4 separate regions of the Sus scrofa genome follow, and regions 2, 3 and 4 are each linked to region 1. The links are chromatin contacts, called in public Hi-C, HiChIP or PLAC-seq and promoter capture Hi-C maps. All regions are on one chromosome and are shown on one strand. Each heading gives the region's core, a stretch centred on a gene start, on an enhancer-like site or on the middle of the called end of the contact. The rest is flanking DNA. Distances are from core to core; before and after follow the strand shown.

Region 1 (4,449 bases), core at 1,846-4,345:
CCTGCTCTGGGGCTCTTGGGTGGCTTGAGGTGGCTGTTTTGGGAATACGAGGATTTTTCTTCCATTATTTATGTGGGCAAGCGCCGTTCACTTCTCTCAAAGAAATGGAAGCTTGATTGATTTCCTAAATGTAGGAACGAGATTGTCGTGCAATAAATATTTAAGACTGACCAGGAAGGACGACCACCATCTGCTGAAACACAAAGCCCAGGAAGGGCTCCGTTAAGCATTAGCGCGAAGGGAATGAATGCATAAGCACCCTATATAATATTTGCTCAGCACCCGCTAGTTTACAAAGGTTTTTCACTCATCTCATTGGATCTGCACAATAGCCCAGGGCACGGATTACAAGGCTTATTAAAACCTCACATTTTGCCTTTCCTAACGGCTCAGGGCGCTAAAGGCTTAAAAAGTCACTTGCGGGAGGTCAGAGAGTTTGGGGACCGAATCTCGGGTCTCAAAGTCGTGCGTGCACCTATTTAAAAAACATTTATCCGGAGCCTCGTCCCAAATAGACGAGATGGCAGAGGGTACAAAGATGAATAAAACACGGTGCCGGAGCAGGAGGAAGATCGCGCTCCAGCCCGGGGGAGACACAGCCAGAAGTAAACATGTCCCCGCTTTCAGGGTGATGAGCGCGGGAGAGAAAGGAACAGACGCGGATCTCGTTTCTAATCTGATGTCTGATGTTCTCTCCGAAACACCGGCTCGGTTGTTGACAATAACTGTCCTCCGAAGAGGGGAGAAGGGGCTTAGCCGTGCGCCCCAAGCCGGGTCTCCCGGCGGGAGACCGCTCACGGGGTGGGGACAGGACTCGCCCGCTTTCGGCAAATATTTCCCGGGGTGCCGAGCTCAGCTGGGGGTCCGCACACAGGCTCCCCACGTTTTCCCTCCATGAGGGTCTCTGCCTTAAGAGCAGCGTCTTCATCCAGCTGCAGCCTCCCGCTCGGCGAGGCAGGCAGCTCGCTGTCCGCGGTGACACGCGGCGGCGAGACGGCTGCGAGGTTTTGTCTCGCCCGAGCATCGTCCACCGCCCGCGGAAGTCCGCGAACGAGCGCCCCTTCCCCGCTCATCTCCTTCTCCCACCGCCCGGGCTCTGGAAACCACGGCCCCTTCCTCGAAACGAACGCGCCAGCCCTGCTCTCCGGTTCTCCCGTTTCCTTTATTTTATGCATTTCGATATTTCCCTCCCGAAGATATGCTTCACACTGATTTTTAGTTACACGACGGATGCACAGAAACATTCTCCTTTGGGGACAAAAAATGATATATGTGTATATACACTGGGTCGCCAGCTATCCGGCGGAGCCCCGGCGGGACCCCGCCTGGCGCCCCGCGGGTACGGCTGACAGCCGCGCGCGGCTTTCCGCGCCGCCCGGGCGGGCGCCCTTTGTGAGCGCCGACACCGGCTTTTGTTTCCCGTTTTGCTTGCTTTCTTTCTGCAAGCCCGGCTCTTAGTACGCGGGAAACACTCGGGAAATACACACGTGTGTGTAAAGTTTGTTTAATGCAGGAACAAATGCGGGGATGGGGGCCGTTCCCGGGTTGCAGGGCGATTTTCCTTTGTTAAGACCCGGTTCGCGAGCGTTGCCCGGCAGCCCCGCGGTGGTCTCGGCTCGCCGGGGTAGGGGAAACCCGTCCTGCCGGAGCCCCGAGCCCGGGGAAGGCGAGGCCGTTCCGCGATCCCGACCCGCTCAGGCCCGCGCGCCCAGCCCAGGCCGCTTCTGGCTTGGGCTTCGGCTCGGGGGCGCCCATAGGGTAACCTCCTGCCACCGGTGGGGTGGCCTTGGGCGGCTCGTGGCGTGGCCCCGGGGCCAGACACCCCGCAGGACTCTGGCCTCCCTTGCGGGGTGACCGCAGGGCCGCTGCCCGCCGCGTTCGGGCTCGGGTAGCTGGATCCCAACGCGCTCAAGCGGAGCCCCCTCCCGAATCCCGCCTATCCGGACACCCAACAGAGTGTCGGGGTCGTGGGGGGTCTCCCGGACCCGATCCGACTGCGGGAAAACGAGCCGGGGGCGCCGGGGGCGCGGGGCCAGGCTTGGCACGCGGGCCCAGGGGGTAGGGAAAAGTTGTTGGGGGCGGGGGGCTGTCGAAGTTTCGGGGAACTTTTCCACTTGAGATTCTACAACCCTGCAGTGCCCCCTACAGAAAGCTGCAGCCGGGGAGGGCGGGCGCCCCCCACGACCCCCCCGGCTGCCAGCAGCGGCGCGGCCCAGGCGGCCTGGAGCTCTAGCTGTAGCTTTGGCATTTTTTTTTTACCCCCCCTCCTGGTTGTTTTTCTGATACATCTTTTTTTTTCAGAATTGGAGAAAAAAAAAAAAAAAAAGCGAGCGCGAGCCGCCGCCTGCAGTGGAGCGTGCTCGGCCTCCAGAGGCAGTCGTCTCCAACTTTTCCTCTCCCTCCCCAACTCCGCGCGCGTCTCGAAACTTCGGCGCTGCTGGAGCCCAAATTTGCCTGCCGCTCGACTCCACTCTAATAAGCGCGCCAAGGCCCCTGGCACTTGTCTGCAACGTGGGGGCCACGCTCTCGAGGCTCAGGCCTGCCCGCAGGCCCGCTCCCGGTGCCTAGGCCCAGTTAGGGAAGGGGAAACCGAGCGGTCCCGGGAGCACCCCGGGAGAGGGCGGAGCGCGCCCGTGCCCCGGGGCAGAGGGGTAGGGATCTCCCGCGCCCGGAACGTTGCGAGCAAGGCTTGTGAACGTCGCAGGGGGGCACTCGCGAGAGACGGACAGGAAGAGGGCCAGGGGGAACGCCAGAACCCGGGACCGTAGCACGGAAACGGCCCGGGGCTGAGCAGCAGGCAGATCCGGGGATGGAGGGAGCCGGAGAAGAGGAGTGAGGAGGCCGTGGGGGCAGGCCCTGCTGCCCTCCTGGAGGCCGGCAGCCTGCTGTGGCAGTGGAGAAGCGGGCTGCCCACAAAGGGAAGGGGTCAGGAGGTCGGGCCCCGGCCCTAGCAGGCTCCGACAAGGCCCCAGTGGGGAGCAGCAGCAGCCCAGGGCCCAGGCCTGGCCTCGGGTTGGCCAAAGGGGGCCTAAACCAGGCCTCCCCGGCCTCTGCTGGGGGAACTGAGCCAGAGGCAGGCCTCAGGGCACGGCCCAGACGCGTGTGAGCCCTGCTAGAGCGAGGGAACCAGAGGGAACCAGGGCCCTAAAGGGTGTCAGAGACTAATGTGGTAGGGGGCTTCAGAGCCTCCCAGTCCAGAGCCGGATTGGCGAGTTAGACGCTTGTAGATCCGAGGTCGGATTGGGGAGGGGGTCTCTGGGAAGTTGGCTAGCAACGCAAGGATTGGGGGGATTTAAGTGCTTAGAGATCGAAGCAGGTCGTGGGGAGGGGGACTCAGACAATTGGAAAGCCTGGGCGGTTATTTGGGGAGGGGTCTTTGCGCTCAGAGGAAGCTCGAAGCAGCACCTGCTTGGCTAAAGGCCTGAGGCTTTGTCAAGAGAAGCTTCTGTGGAGGGGGGGGCCCGACTAGGCCAAGCTGCAAGAAAGAAAGTGAATAAACCTGGACTTGAAGTGGGTGGGGGCCCCTGAGAGGGGAATCACAAAGGGTGAGCCATGGCCACCAGGCGTTTAACCGACGCTTTCTTGTTGTTGCGGAATAATTCCATCCAAACCCGGCAGCTGTTAGCCGAGCAAGTGAGTAGTCACACCACCTCCAGCCCTCTGCATTCACGTAGCATTGCTGCGGTGAGTCTCTTGGCGGCCTCTCCGACACACGCCCCGTGTGCACTGCGGCTCTGCCTGTCTGTCTGTCTCTGTCTGTCTCTCTGTTTAAAAAAGAAGATAAGTCTAGCACGGAAGTGCAAGGTCTCTTGGCAAAGGTCCGAGAGCAGCGATAACCCTGGATGGGGGAAAAAAAAAAACAACAGTTTGAGGCCCCCGTTCCACCTCTGCCTTGCCCTCTCTCACTTCCGCATCCCTTCCAATTCCTCCCCCTTCCCCCCCCCAGCCGTCACTGCACGACCGGCCGCCTCCAATTTACATATGTTTTAGCGCTAAGATTTGGAAGCTTTGGGCCTTTTTTGTTTCATTTTGTTTTAGCCGCCCCCCCCTCCGCCCCCGCATCCTGAGCCTCGCTTTGGTTCTCAGGGTCGAGATGCAGGATCTCAGACCTAAATCCTTGCAAATGAACCATACCCTCCCCCAAACGAGGAAGGAGCTGGTGTTTTATTATTTTTTTTTTCCCCCCCTGTTTTCTTTTAATGGCCTCGCAGCCCTCTGGGTGGCCGTGTTCCCTGTGAATAATTGCTTCCCTGTTTTTTTCCTGGGGGCTCTTTTTGTGAGGCTGTAAGGTGCTAGCTTCCTCGTTTACCATTCCCAGACAGGAAATTAAGCGTTCCCCTCCATGCGAACTTTAAAAACAAAAAGACAAACAAAAAAACCAGGGCGTGTATGTGAAAATTAAACCCCCCGCCCCAATAGCACAGGGTTTTCTATTTAATTCACCTGAAC
Region 2 (3,939 bases), core at 495-2,994, 150 kb after region 1:
CTCTAGAAAATGTTAAGGAGGGAGAAACAACTAGAAATCAGGCATTTGTGCATTTAAGAGGTTTGCCAAATCAATGCCACTTTATTAGACCAATCAGCATTTTAATGCTACGAACTAACTCGAAGAATACAAGATGCAAGACAGACACAGCCAAGAAGCCAGGTCAGGAACATTCCAGACCATCCACGGCCAGGACACAGAAACAAAACCTCAGCCCATCAAAAACAGCTGCGAGAACCTTAATAAGGTCTTAACTCTGGGCTTGACAGCTTTAAGGCAGGCCTGGTGCTGAAAGGCCTGCGGGCGAGTCCCGCCATGCTGAGGAACAGCTGTGGGTGCAGGATGCGTTGGGCACCAGGAAGCAGCCCCAGGAAGGGACGCCTGGGGGCCCACCCCAGAAGGGAACGCAGAACGGTAAAACATCATGCTTCTCCAAGTGCCCCCACCTTGAATCAACAGACAAGAAAACCCAAACCTACCTGTCCCACCTGTGAAGCCTCGTTGATACCTCCATGGATTCCAGGAAGATGGTTTCACCTGGGGACTTGTCACCAAAAGGGACACGCCGCATTTTAACCAGGAGAGCATGCACGACCCAGAACAGCTGGAATCCCCACACTGCCTGAGCTCCATCCTTTCCTGCACACGGACCCTCCAGGGATCCCCCCTGCAGGACACAGAGCTCACTTGCTTGTCCAGGGCTGAGAAAGAGGTTACCAGCTTCCTTAGGGGTTCAACACGTGATCTGGGGGTGCCTAGCTGTCCCCTAACCCTAATGCCCAGGTCGATCCAATAATATTCTCCCGTAGAATGCAGGCGGGATTAACGGCCATGGTGGGTAAGGAGGGAGACGGGTTTCATGCTCTCATTAATCGCACATACATCCTAAATAGCCTCTCCTTTCTCTTCTTCCCACTCTACCTCTGGCACTTAGAACAGAGCTTGGCATGTCCTAGGTACTCAATATTTGTTGAACGAACTAAACTCGCTGAAAATCTTTATGGAAAGAGCTTTGAGCCGACAGCGAGGTCTCCTTGATAGCGGATCACCCTGGAGCGCCCCCAAGGGGCGGAAAATTGCGTGCACCCACAGAAAGACTCCCCTTAACTAGCGGTTCTAGCTAGCTGAGTCCTTCAGCACGAGTTCCCGGCTAGAGCTCCAGGTGGTCCACCAATGGGTTTGGGGGTCACCACCCACCTCCGTAGGGCCCCTTCTAAAGGAAGGCGCTTTTTACCCCTGAGGCAATGAGCCGCTTGGGACCGCCGGGGGCGGGGGGGGGGGTGGTTTTTTCCGGAACCTTCTCAGGTTACAGTCACTATACCAGATCTGCCAAAGGTGGTTTCACGATTAACGATTGCCTGGGGTTACCATCTTTAAACTATTAAGCCCTTGGAAAAAGCCCGGAACCGCATCTTTAATACAGACGCTCGTTCCTCCTGAATATCTGCAGTTGCGCCATCTGCTTTTTTGCCGCTTTGGGCTTGGATCATTTCATCAAGAACCCAGGAGAAGCTGGGGAGGGGTCTGGAGCCCACGGAGAACCCCGGCCCAGCTGCGCAAGTACTCTAACCTGTGGCTAGCTCACGCGCTCCTGAGCTCCTTGGCCCCTGCCAGGCCCCCCGCCCCTCGCACGGCCCAGATCCTCTCATACAAGGTTCCCTCCTGCCACCTGCCGGCCCACGAGAGTCTGCGCCTCAGCCTCGGCGCCGCCGCGCAGCTCGCGGGAGACGCCCCCGCCTCCTTACTGCACATGCCCGGCTGAAGTCCGGGCGCGCAACTTTGCAGAACCTCTCCGCCCGACACTCCTCGCCTCAGTCTCCTCTTTCCTCTCCCAGGCGAGAGGACCAGCGGAGGCACCTCTCCTGAGTCTTAGGCTGCGGAGTCTAAGACTGAGAGAGAGGAGCCCCGGAGGAGACTGACTTTTTCTTCCCTTCTCCCATCCCTCCTTTTTGCTCAGAGGCCAGCAGAGGCGCGGAGCTTTAGAAAGTTGAGAGGTTAGGAAGGTAGGGGCTTCCTTTTTTTCTCCTCCCGCCGAGGTGGGGCTGGGACCTCCGGACCCGGCTTCTTACCTCGCAAGGAGCACCTTTGTCGGCTCCAGCAGCCGACGCGCTTCGGAGCTGCTCTCTGCAGAGCCAGAGGGTGGGTCGGCTTCGCCGTGTGTGCGTGAGAATGGATCGCAGGTCCCGAGCTCAGCAGGGGCGCCGAGCTCGCCACACTTACAGCGATCTGTGCCCACCCATAGGCCGCCGGGCAGCCACCGCGCTCCTCTGGCTCTCCTGCTCCATCGCGCTCCTCCGCGCCCTTGCCACCTCCAGCGCCCGCGCCCAGCAGCGCGCGGCTGCCCAGCGCCGGAGCTTCCTTAACGCCCATCATCGCTCCGCCGCCCCGGTATTCCCCCAGCCCCCTGAATCCGACCAGGAGCAGGAGGAGGCAGACCTCGAACTCTCCCTCCCCGAGTGCCTAGAGTACGAGGAAGAGTTCGACTACGAGTCTGAGACCGAGACCGAGTCCGAAATCGAGTCCGAGACCGACTCCGAGACCGAGCCTGAGACCGCCCCCACCACTGAGCCCGAGACCGAGCCCGAGACCGAGCCCGAGGACGAGCGTGGCCCCGTGCTGCCCAAGCGCCCCAGCTTCGCCCAATCTCTCACCGAGCGTCTCAACGCTCTGAGGTTGCAGAGCCCCGACGCCTCCCCGAGTCGTGCGCAGCCCAGCACTCAGGAGTCTGAGAGCCCCCGGGAAGGGGAGGAGCCCAAGCCTGAGCCCGAGGACAAGGATCCGAGGGGCCCCGAAGAGTCTGAGGAGCCAAAGGCAGAGGAGAAGAAGCAGCAGCGCCGCTGCAAGCCAAAGAAGCCCACCCGCCGCGACCCGTCCCCGGAGTCCCCTTCCAAGAGGGGACCCATCCCCATCCGGCGTCACTAATGGAGGACGCGCCCCAGATTCTCCTTGTTTTCTTTGACCCAGGTTGGTTGCCCACGGCTAAACTGGGGAGTCTGGGGTCGGTGCGGGAGCGGGAACGGCGGGAAGGAGGGAGGGAGAAGGAAAGGCAGGTTGGAAGGAAGGTGGGAAGAGAGTGGGCTCAGCTAGCCAGCCCGGGAGGCTGGGGGCCGGGGTGAGTTGGGAAGGGCTCCCCAAATCTCCCCCAGGGCGCCGGCAGGCGCCCAGGTGGCCCAAGGCTTGTCGGACCGCGGGGCGCGCTCCTTGCGCCCCGCTGGAGACAGCCTGAGGTCTCCGAGCTGGTGTCCAAGACGCGCGACTGGACCCCGGGTGCGCCCCAGGTTTCGAGCTGCACGCCCAAAAGACAAGGGTAAGTCACTCGTTTTACGCACTTTCTTCCCTTTCTTCCCTCCTAGAGAAATTGGTTTCAAACCAGTTGGCCTTGGCGGGTGCCAGAAACGTGGTTCGGAGGTGCCCGCACCAACTTTCCGAAAGTGAGAGCCGCCGCGCTGCAGCGACACTGTTGCAATGCGAGAAAAGTAACCAGATTGGCATTGGGCGAGAACTCCGGAGACCGCTGGCTCCGGGGAAAGGCGCGCGCGCAAGGGCTTAGGACGCCCGGAGCCTGGAGCCCAGGTCCAGTGGCTGCCAATTTGGGGCCGCGGGACCTCGGCGCCAGTGTCCCCCGCGGCTGTGAGCCAGTCTTGGCCGCCACCGCCTGTTTCCGGGCGCTCGCCGGGCCAGAGACCGTGGCAAAGAGCCGTGCGCACCTGCCCGCGCGCCCCAGAGCGAACCTCTCCGAGCCGGCCGGCGGCTCTCCGTGAGTCACCCGTGCTTGGAAGGCAAGCAGAGGAGGTACCGGAGTCTTGGGAGGTGCCCAACGGGCTACCGGGGTCGGCAGCGCGGACTTGGTCCCGTCGGGGCATCGCCAACCTTTTGGCGCAGCTGGTCTGGCGGCGGGGCTGAGTGCAGCTTGTCCGGAGAGGGTCCCGGGCTGTTTGC
Region 3 (3,871 bases), core at 1,184-3,683, 250 kb before region 1:
TCCAATTACAACCCTAGCCTGGGAACCTCCATATGCCGAGGGAGCAGCTCAAGAAATGGCAAAAAAGACAAAAAAAAAAAAAAAAAAAAAAAAAAAAAAAAAAAAGAGAGCGAGAGAGAGACCCCAGAGAGCAAAAGAACAGCTGCCGAGGAACCAGAAAGTAGGCTCTTGCCTGGCACAGAATTTGCTGGTGCTCTGATGTTGAACTTCCCAGGCTCCAGAGCTGTGAGAAATAAATACCGTTGTTTGAGCCATCCACTCCCTATGGTATTTTTGTTCTTGTTTTTGTCTTTTTTGGGCTGCACCTGAGGCATATGGAAGTTCCCAGGCTAGGGGTCCAATCAGAGCTGCAGCTGCCGGCCTACACCACAGCCACAGCCACATTCAAGTGGGATCTGAGCCTCACCTGCGACCTACACCACAGCTCATGGCAACGCTGGATCCTTAACTCATGAGCCAGGCCAGGGATCAAACCCACGTCCTCATGGAAGCTAGTCGGGTTCGTGACTGCTGAGTCACGACAACGGGAACTCCCTTTATAAGGTATTTTGTTAGAGCAGTCTGAATGGGCTAAGACAATAAATTAAAAGGTATATTGTGATAAGACTGTAGAACCCCAGGACAGGAAAAAAACAGATTATTTTTGCAGGAATAACGAGGAGATTGTCATCTGAAAGCTCAGCCAGTAACAGTGGGAGCTGGAAATCAGTGGTGGCATCTTCTCAGTGCTGAGAGTAAATGATTGTCCCTCTAGGAAACCAGGCAAAATACCTCTCAAAACAAGGGAAATATAAAGTTTGTTTTTTGGTTTTTGTCTTTTCTAGGGCCTCACCCACGGCAGATGGAGGTTCCCAGGCTAGGGGTCCAATCAGAGCTGTAGCTGCTGACCTACACCACAGCTCACGGCAATGCGGGATCCTTAACCCACTGAGCGAGGCCAGGGATCGAACCTGTAACCTCATGGTTCTTAGTCGGATTCCTTAACCACTGAACCACGACAGGAACTCCTAAAGTCATTTTCAGGTGAACAAAAACCAAGGGCATTTGCTCCAACAAACCCTCACTGAAATAGAATTTAAAGGTTGTACTTAAGGGACAAGGAAAGTGATCCTAGTTTTAAGTTCTGAGAAGCAAGAAGATGAGCAAAGAAATTGGTAACAGTGTGATTGAGTCTAAATTAACACTGACTGTATACAGCAATTTAGTAATGACTCACTGAGGTGAAAAAGGAAAAGATTAAACTGAAAATATACTACAATTAAGGCATATTATTTAGTATATGGGTCATTATAGTACCCCTAAGTGCTTTTATTTTCAGGTAGTAAGGTGAAGAGTAATCACTAAAACAACAGAAACAGAGTATGAAAGAGGAAGAAAAGCGGAATGAGAAAAAACATCAGCACCCAAGGAGCATGAAAGGAGAGGAAAAAAAAAAAAAAAAAAGCAGGCATGGCAAATAGAAGGGGCAAATAAGATGGTAGAAATAAATCCAGATAGATCGTAAATATAATAAGTATAAATGCACCAAATGCTCTAGTTAAAAGACAAAGATTATCTTTAAAAAAACCTTTTATTATGAAGAATTCCAAGCGTACTGAAAAATGGGAAGAATAGTGCAAAGAAACCACATATGCCTGCTATGTAGAGTCAGTATTAGCTCTTTGCTGTGTTTCGTCTATACATATATATTAAAGGGGACTATTAATAACATATTTCATGTCGTGAACATTATAAATGGAATAAAATTTAAATGTCAATAGTGAAGCAGAGTGTTCACATTTGAGGCCAAGAAGATCTGGGTTCTCAGTAATTTTTAATGAACTTTTTTGTGCGGTTATTTATTCACAGGTTGTCCCTCCTACCGGCTCTAGGGAGAGGGTAGAAACCAGGTCAACATTTCTGCTTCTGGTGTTTCTAAATATTTGTTGCATTTAGTAGCACAGGATTCAGCACCGTATTTGTTAGTAAACATTTCACGTAGAGTAGATTTTATTTAATACAATTGATGCTGCTGTTATCCAAAGCGCTCAGCAGAGTGGCACAAAATAAGCAAGCAGTAATTGGTACCTTACTAAATTTATATTTATTGTTTACCATACGTCACAGTGCCTAGCACACATCATTCACCAATAAACATTATGTTTATAATAAGAATAAATAGTGTTTTCATCATTATTCAGTCTCTAAGTGCCTGGCACCGCACAAACAAGGGAAAGTGGAAGTTCATTCTTATTAATTATTATTATTGAGTAAAGCACTTAACACAAAGCCAGGCCCCCAAGGACGTTCAGTAAATAGTCTCCCCCGCGACGGCCCAAGACTCCCGGCGTCCCGGACCCGCCCCTCCCCGGGACTGCGCGGCGCCCCGCCCCCTGCCGCCCGGCAGCCCCGCCCCCACGGCCAGCGCTGCGCTTGCGCACTGCCCGGCAGGGGCTCCGCGCGCGCTCAGCTCCCCACAGCCCGAGCGCGCGCCCGGGCCGAGCAGGCCAGCCTGCTGCGTGCGTGCGTGCGTGCGTGCGTGCGTCGCTGCGTGCGTCGCTGCGTGCGTGCGTGCCGTGCGCTCGCCGGGCACCGCGGCCTCGCCCTCGCCCTCCGCCCCTGCGCCTGCACCGCGTAGGCCGCCCCCCGCGCGCACCCCGTCGGCGACCCCCGCCCGCGCCCCGGCCGGCCCCCCCTTTTCCAAATTTAAAGGGGGCGCAGCCTTAACGCTTCTCGCCCCAGGTGACCTCTCAGGGGTCTCCCCGCCTGAGGTGCCCCGCTGCCGAGGAACATGGCGAAGGTGGAGCAGGTCCTGAGCCTCGAGCCGCAGCACGAGCTCAAATTCCGAGGTAAGCCCGGAGGCCCGCCATCTTCGGCCGCGGGCCGGGCCCGCCGCCCCGCACCCCCTCCCGCGCTCCGGAGGGCCTGGCGGCGCGGCCGTGACGTCGGCCCCCGGCCCGCGGCCCCCGCCCGCTCCCCCCCGACGGCGCGCCCGCCCCGCGCCCCCGGGCCGCCAGGCGTCCGTGCGCGGGAGTCCAGGGCCTGCTCCTCCACAGCCTCCCTGCGCCTCGCCCTCGAGACACTCGCACAGTTGCCAGTGTAACTGTTCCTGTCCAGTGTGCGGCCTCCGCCCTGGTGTGGGCGCCTTCGCCGAGAAGGTTTTTCGCCTGCTCGGGGCATAGGTCAGCTGTCACCTGCCCAGGGAGGACGCCTGCAGCCGGTCCCCGTCGCATGTGTTCGTGGGCAGGTCGGCTCTTGCCACGACCTGGAAGGACCGTTTCCGCGCTTGTTTACCCTGCTGGTACACTAGAAGGGAAACTCCATGAGGACAGGACCGTGTCACGTCTCCGCTTCCTGCCCCGCACGTCCTAGGGGCCTAATAAATACCCGTTGAACAAAAGAGTGGCAGGAGCCTCCGCACACGTTCTGGCGGGACGTGGCCCAGCCTTCCTTGCCCTGCCGTCCTCATGCCCGCGGCTCACGTCTGTGCAGCGAGGGGGGCCTCGCAGGGCGGCGAGATCTTTTATCTTCCCAGAGGAAGCCCAGGGGGCCACGCGTGTTTGTGGCAAGCCAGAGCCCCTTGTAACGTCTGTCTTTATTTTCCGTCTTACCGCCCCGTCTTCTCCACCAAAATGAAAGTGCCAGGAGTCTCTTGTCTGGGACCTCATCTGACTTACCCAGTGCCATCTTTTCAAGTGCCTTGAGTAACGTAAGCTTGGCACTGGAGGGGGAGGAATGAGCCAGAGGGACAAGTTCCCCGATCTCATGCTGCGTACCTTCTAGTGAGGGGGACACACGAGCGCGCAAGCCTGGTTCAGGGAGTGGCACGTGCCGCGAAGGACCTGAAACCAGCCGGCCCTGACGAGCATCTGCTTAGACTGGACGCCCAGGG
Region 4 (4,012 bases), core at 205-2,704, 180 kb before region 1:
GCTGTGGCCGGCAGCTGTAGCTCTGATTCGACCCCTAGCCCGGGAACCTCCATATGCTGCGGGTGTAGCCCTAAGAAAGAAAGAAAGAATTTCACCTGGGAGGGCACGCGTCACCCCCTCCACTCCTGCAAGTGGATGTGGAACCGGGGTGAAGAGCCACGACACTTCTCACGCCTTGGGAACCCTGGGCTCAGGGTCTGTGCTGAGGAGCCGCTGGAAAAAGCTGCAGAGAGATTCTGCACAGAGATGTTCACTCGTGTGTTATTTAAAGTCGGGAACCCAGCCCGCGCTGCCGTGTCAGGTGCGGCCACGTCCTCACTTGCCCCGGCTGTGGTCTTGTTTTCCTCTCGCTTTGGCCTTATTTACAGGTGCCACTGCCTTATAAATTCTCATGAGCTAGGTTTACAGCAAAACACGTCAACAGGAAGCAGATGCTAAACCAAATTGCGTGGGAGCAGTCGGTCTGCATTTTGGAGTGAAAAAGCTCAGTCCAGGCCAAAAAGAAACCAGATACACACATCTTGGCTTTTTTTTTTTTTTTCCTCTCTCTTTTTTTCTTTTTTTCTTTTTTTTTTTTTTTAAGGGAGACGCTGCCCAGAATTTAGTTCAGAGCATCATTCTGAAAGATAAATATCCTGGAACAGCCACTTGTCAAAGCAAGCAGCCCAGGTTCTGCCATTCCAGAAGGAAATTGGGGGCCAGGGATGCACACAGGACAGGCAGGGGGAGAAGCATCGTGAGGGCCCAGCTGGGGGAAAAAAAAAAACAACAAAAAAAAACAGCTCTGATTTTTTTTCTTGCAAAAAACAAAAGATTTCCACAGATTGCTGATGGATGAGTTTCATGCCAAACAAGGGGCGTTTGGGAGTTCTGGTTTAGAAAGAAAATATTGGATGACTGAGAACAGTTTTTTCCTTCTTCTTTCTATTTTGTATTGCTACACTAAAAGCTCTTATCTCTATGATGCACCTAAGTCGTCCTGATTTCCATACCATAGAAAATGAAATTATTTTTTGGTTTGGGGGACTCTGACCCAGAGAGCTCGAAGGCGCTTGCAAATAAATGCGAATAAATGGCTACAGAAATGTTTGTGATGGGAAGAGGCAAGAAATCGGCATGGTTAGCTGGAGTGCCAGTAATGGGAATGCTGGCTGATAAGAGTCTTCTCTAATTTAGGCATTTTAACCCACGTTCCAACTGTCGTCACGCTAATGCGTATTGACAGGCCATGATGCATCACAGCAAAATAATCTCGGGGCTGCCTTTCTTCCTCAAAGGAGGTGCCTTCTGCGGACAGAAGGACCTCAGGGGTGCTGGCCGGGGACCTGGGGCCGGCAGTTTGCTGCCTGGTGGAAAACAAATGGAGAGCTGGCCACATGTTAAGGCGAGAGAGGGAAGAGAAACAAGCATTTCCTTCTCCGATGCTTTGGGAGGGATGAAGGACCCGCCTCTCTGAGAAAAGCTTCCAGGCCTCATTCGAGCACGGGTCCAGAGCTGCACGTGTTCCTAAACAAGGCCCCGGCCAGCAGAATTCACACTTGTGCGCAAGCCAAGCCCTTGCTGGTTCAAGCCTGTTACATAAAGTTGTTTCTCAAACAGCACATAACCGTTTCTAATTAACCCCCAGAGGTGACACCAGCCTTAGATGATTTTGGTCGAGTGTTGGCTGATTGATGAGGAGTCTATGTCCAGGCAGTGAATTTGGGGATCAAATTGGTTTTAAATTAACTTCCAACAACGCTCATGTTTTTACCATCTGGTTCGGATTGTGGGCAAGGCTTGGGCCCCGAGAGCATGAGGCAGTGACTGAGCCCTTACTGGGGGGTCATCTGCAGCGCTGCCTCCGTTGAAATTATTGTCCTTTTTCTTTTTTTCGGAGGAGGGGCAGTTGGTGAGCGGACATTTAATTTAACATCCGTACACGTGGCCCCGCCGGTCCAGGCTCACATTTCTGTGTGTCCTGCTTGGCGACTGCACTGCCGGTTGTCCCGGCCGCCCTGGCTGCTCAGACAGCAGGAGGCCGTGGCCCCAGAGTCCTTCCCTGGGGAGACATGACCTTGTCACCGTCAGAGCAGGGTGCCCTCCTAATGAGGTAGTGGGTGCCAGGGATCACCCCACCGCCAGCGCCTTCTCTGCCGTGAGAATGAACATCAGACCAGCCTAGGGATTGGCAGCCAAGAGGGAATTGTTTCGAGGTCACTGAAAGAACTCGGGCTGATTTTCTGATGAGAATGTCTTGCCGTGCTGCTTCTCTGCTGCCCAGATCCTGGGTTGGGAGGAGGGCAGTGGGAGAAGGAGAGAGAGCAGATGGGCTCAAACCTAGTGCCCCCCCCCACCCCCGCCACACACACTGGGGGTGCTTCGATAAGCGGCTGCTCTCGGGTGAGATTTGCCCTAGGCTGGTTTAATTCCTTGAGGGTCTCATATACAGCAGGTACTTAATACATGCTGAACTCCTCCGTCCTCCATTCATTCATTCTCCCTTTTGAAAACCGTTCCTTGCGCGTCCCTTACAGGCATCCTTAACCTGGGGTCCTAACCTCGACTTCACCTTGACTAATCTCTATCCGAAGGTGAAAGTTTCTTCTCACTGTGAAGAGCGGCGACAAACCCCAGTAGCTTCTCTGGAACCTTCTGCTTTGTGGCTGATCTCACGTCTTTTATATGTAGATATAATATCTACAATATCTATATCGTAATATATACCTTGACGCATATCTATTCACATGTAGGTAAGTATTGTTGACACACGTCGCTACTTTGAAACTAGGGAGAGTAAAGCAATTCACATTCGCAGTGTTCCTGTGTCACAAATGAGTGTTTAAAGACTTGGGTAACTGTTTTCATTGAGCTGGTTTCTGTTTAAATCCCACATATATTTTATTTCGTGCTTCTATGAACATTTTTCTGACGTGAGGTCCTGGGGTTTCACCAGCCTCAGTGGAGAGGTCGCCGGGCCCTAGCAGTGGCTGGCAGACTCTGTGCTTGGTGCCAGGAGAGTACTGCACACATCAAGTTCAGTTTCTTCCTGCCTGAGTGCTCATCGGACCAAAAAGGGCTGTGAGATCTTCCTCCACCTGGGGAAGTGTGTCTGTGGTGTCGTTAATGTAAAGTCTATAGGTTAATCAGCTTAAGTGAAATTCACCCCGGGGCGGGGTAGGCGGTGCATCTCAAAGAGGCCAGCTCCCTTTGGACTGCGGCCTCCTGCTCAGAGAGAGGTCCGTGGACCCCCCGGGAGCCTGTTAGAGATGCAGAATTCCAGGCCAGACTGTGCCTGCTAGAAGATGCCCAGGTGGTGACATCTTGAGAGCGCTCGGAGTCGGAGCAGGCGCTGCGCTGCGCTGCCTGGTGTCAGCATGGAGGGGCAGGCCCAGTGCCTCTGGCCCCGGGTTGGCAGTGGGGTCCGCATAGAGCTTCTAAGTGGGCCTCCAAGGGCCACCGCTGCCTGGCAGGGGCCTGGCAGGGGCTGTGCTCCCTCGTTCATTCAGCGTCTCCTGGCCCTGCCCGAGTGCCAGACCCTGGGCCAGGTGTGGGGACACAGAGAGGGGTCTAGGGTTAGTGGGAGAAGGCAACAAAGCAGTCATCAGTGCAGACCAGGGGTGCCACGGGCTGGAGCTATGCAGGGTGGGGGCTGGAGGGGGCTCTGAGCTGAGAACTGAGGGAGGAGGACGCCGGGGCCCGCTGGGATGTCAGAGGGCTCACCGGGAGTTCCTCCTGGAAAAAACCGGTCCTGGCCAGACCCAAGGAAAGATGTCTCCAGCAGGTGCAAGTGTCCTGAGGCCAGCAGGCCAGAGTGGGGGGGAGGGGGGCGGGGGCCCGGGCCCCAGACTCACCAGGGCGCTCTGCAGCGGGCGCTGGTAGCCGGTGGGCCGGTAGTGGCGCCTCTCGGCCCAGTCGGTGTGGATGTCGCCCAGGTAGAGCTCCTCCACCAGGCGCGGCGCGGCCTGGGGCTTGGGCTGCAGGCGGCGCTGCACGCGGACCAGGCTGAGCTCGTGCATGGTGAAGCCCAGGG

Evidence for each region. Promoter capture Hi-C pulls out the DNA fragments that hold promoters and counts their contacts. A called contact is a pair of places that touch in the nucleus more often than the background predicts. HiChIP or PLAC-seq counts read pairs in DNA pulled down with a chosen protein or histone mark.
Region 2: a contact with region 1 is called in a Hi-C map of skeletal muscle, with 11 times the contacts expected there. The contact joins the promoter of GNAS here to the promoter of STX16 in region 1. A contact is called at or near these places in 2 of 5 promoter capture datasets (fetal liver and liver), 18 of 47 Hi-C or Micro-C datasets (brain, embryonic fibroblasts, epiblast stem cells and 11 more) and 2 of 2 datasets of contacts at active chromatin or transcription factors (alveolar macrophages and skeletal muscle).
Region 3: a promoter capture Hi-C map of fetal liver shows a contact between it and region 1, with 2.6 times the contacts expected there. The contact joins the promoter of VAPB here to the promoter of STX16 in region 1. A contact is called at or near these places in 2 of 5 promoter capture datasets (fetal liver and liver) and 1 of 47 Hi-C or Micro-C datasets (liver).
Region 4: a contact with region 1 is called in an H3K27ac HiChIP or PLAC-seq map of skeletal muscle, with 4 times the contacts expected there. The contact joins the enhancer-like site here to the promoter of STX16 in region 1. A contact is called at or near these places in 2 of 5 promoter capture datasets (fetal liver and liver), 8 of 47 Hi-C or Micro-C datasets (embryonic fibroblasts, fetal liver, fibroblasts and 2 more) and 1 of 2 datasets of contacts at active chromatin or transcription factors (skeletal muscle).

Annotation. Positions count from the first base shown.
Region 1 is chr17:58,837,246-58,841,694 of Sscrofa11.1, forward strand. It overlaps STX16 (syntaxin 16), which reads left to right and starts at 3,096. Exons shown (of 8, transcript NM_001123199.1): 1 at 3,096-3,633. The coding sequence starts at 3,553.
Region 2 is chr17:58,983,836-58,987,774 of Sscrofa11.1, forward strand. It overlaps GNAS (GNAS complex locus), which reads left to right and starts at 1,745. Exons shown (of 13, transcript NM_001130215.2): 1 at 1,745-2,964. The coding sequence starts at 2,170. The coding sequence ends at 2,922.
Region 3 is chr17:58,592,316-58,596,186 of Sscrofa11.1, forward strand. It overlaps VAPB (VAMP associated protein B and C), which reads left to right and starts at 2,434. Exons shown (of 6, transcript NM_001123213.1): 1 at 2,434-2,828. The coding sequence starts at 2,771.
Region 4 is chr17:58,661,332-58,665,343 of Sscrofa11.1, forward strand. It overlaps APCDD1L (protein APCDD1-like), which reads right to left. Exons shown (of 4, transcript XM_021077840.1): 3 at 3,834-4,012. Among named protein-coding and RNA genes, the nearest start is that of APCDD1L, 48 kb to the right of the region's middle. Within about 2 kb of position 1,455, at least 9 of the 83 cell types and tissues checked have an H3K27ac peak or open chromatin away from gene starts, as enhancers often do. A contact at or near this core is called in skeletal muscle, where this site is marked.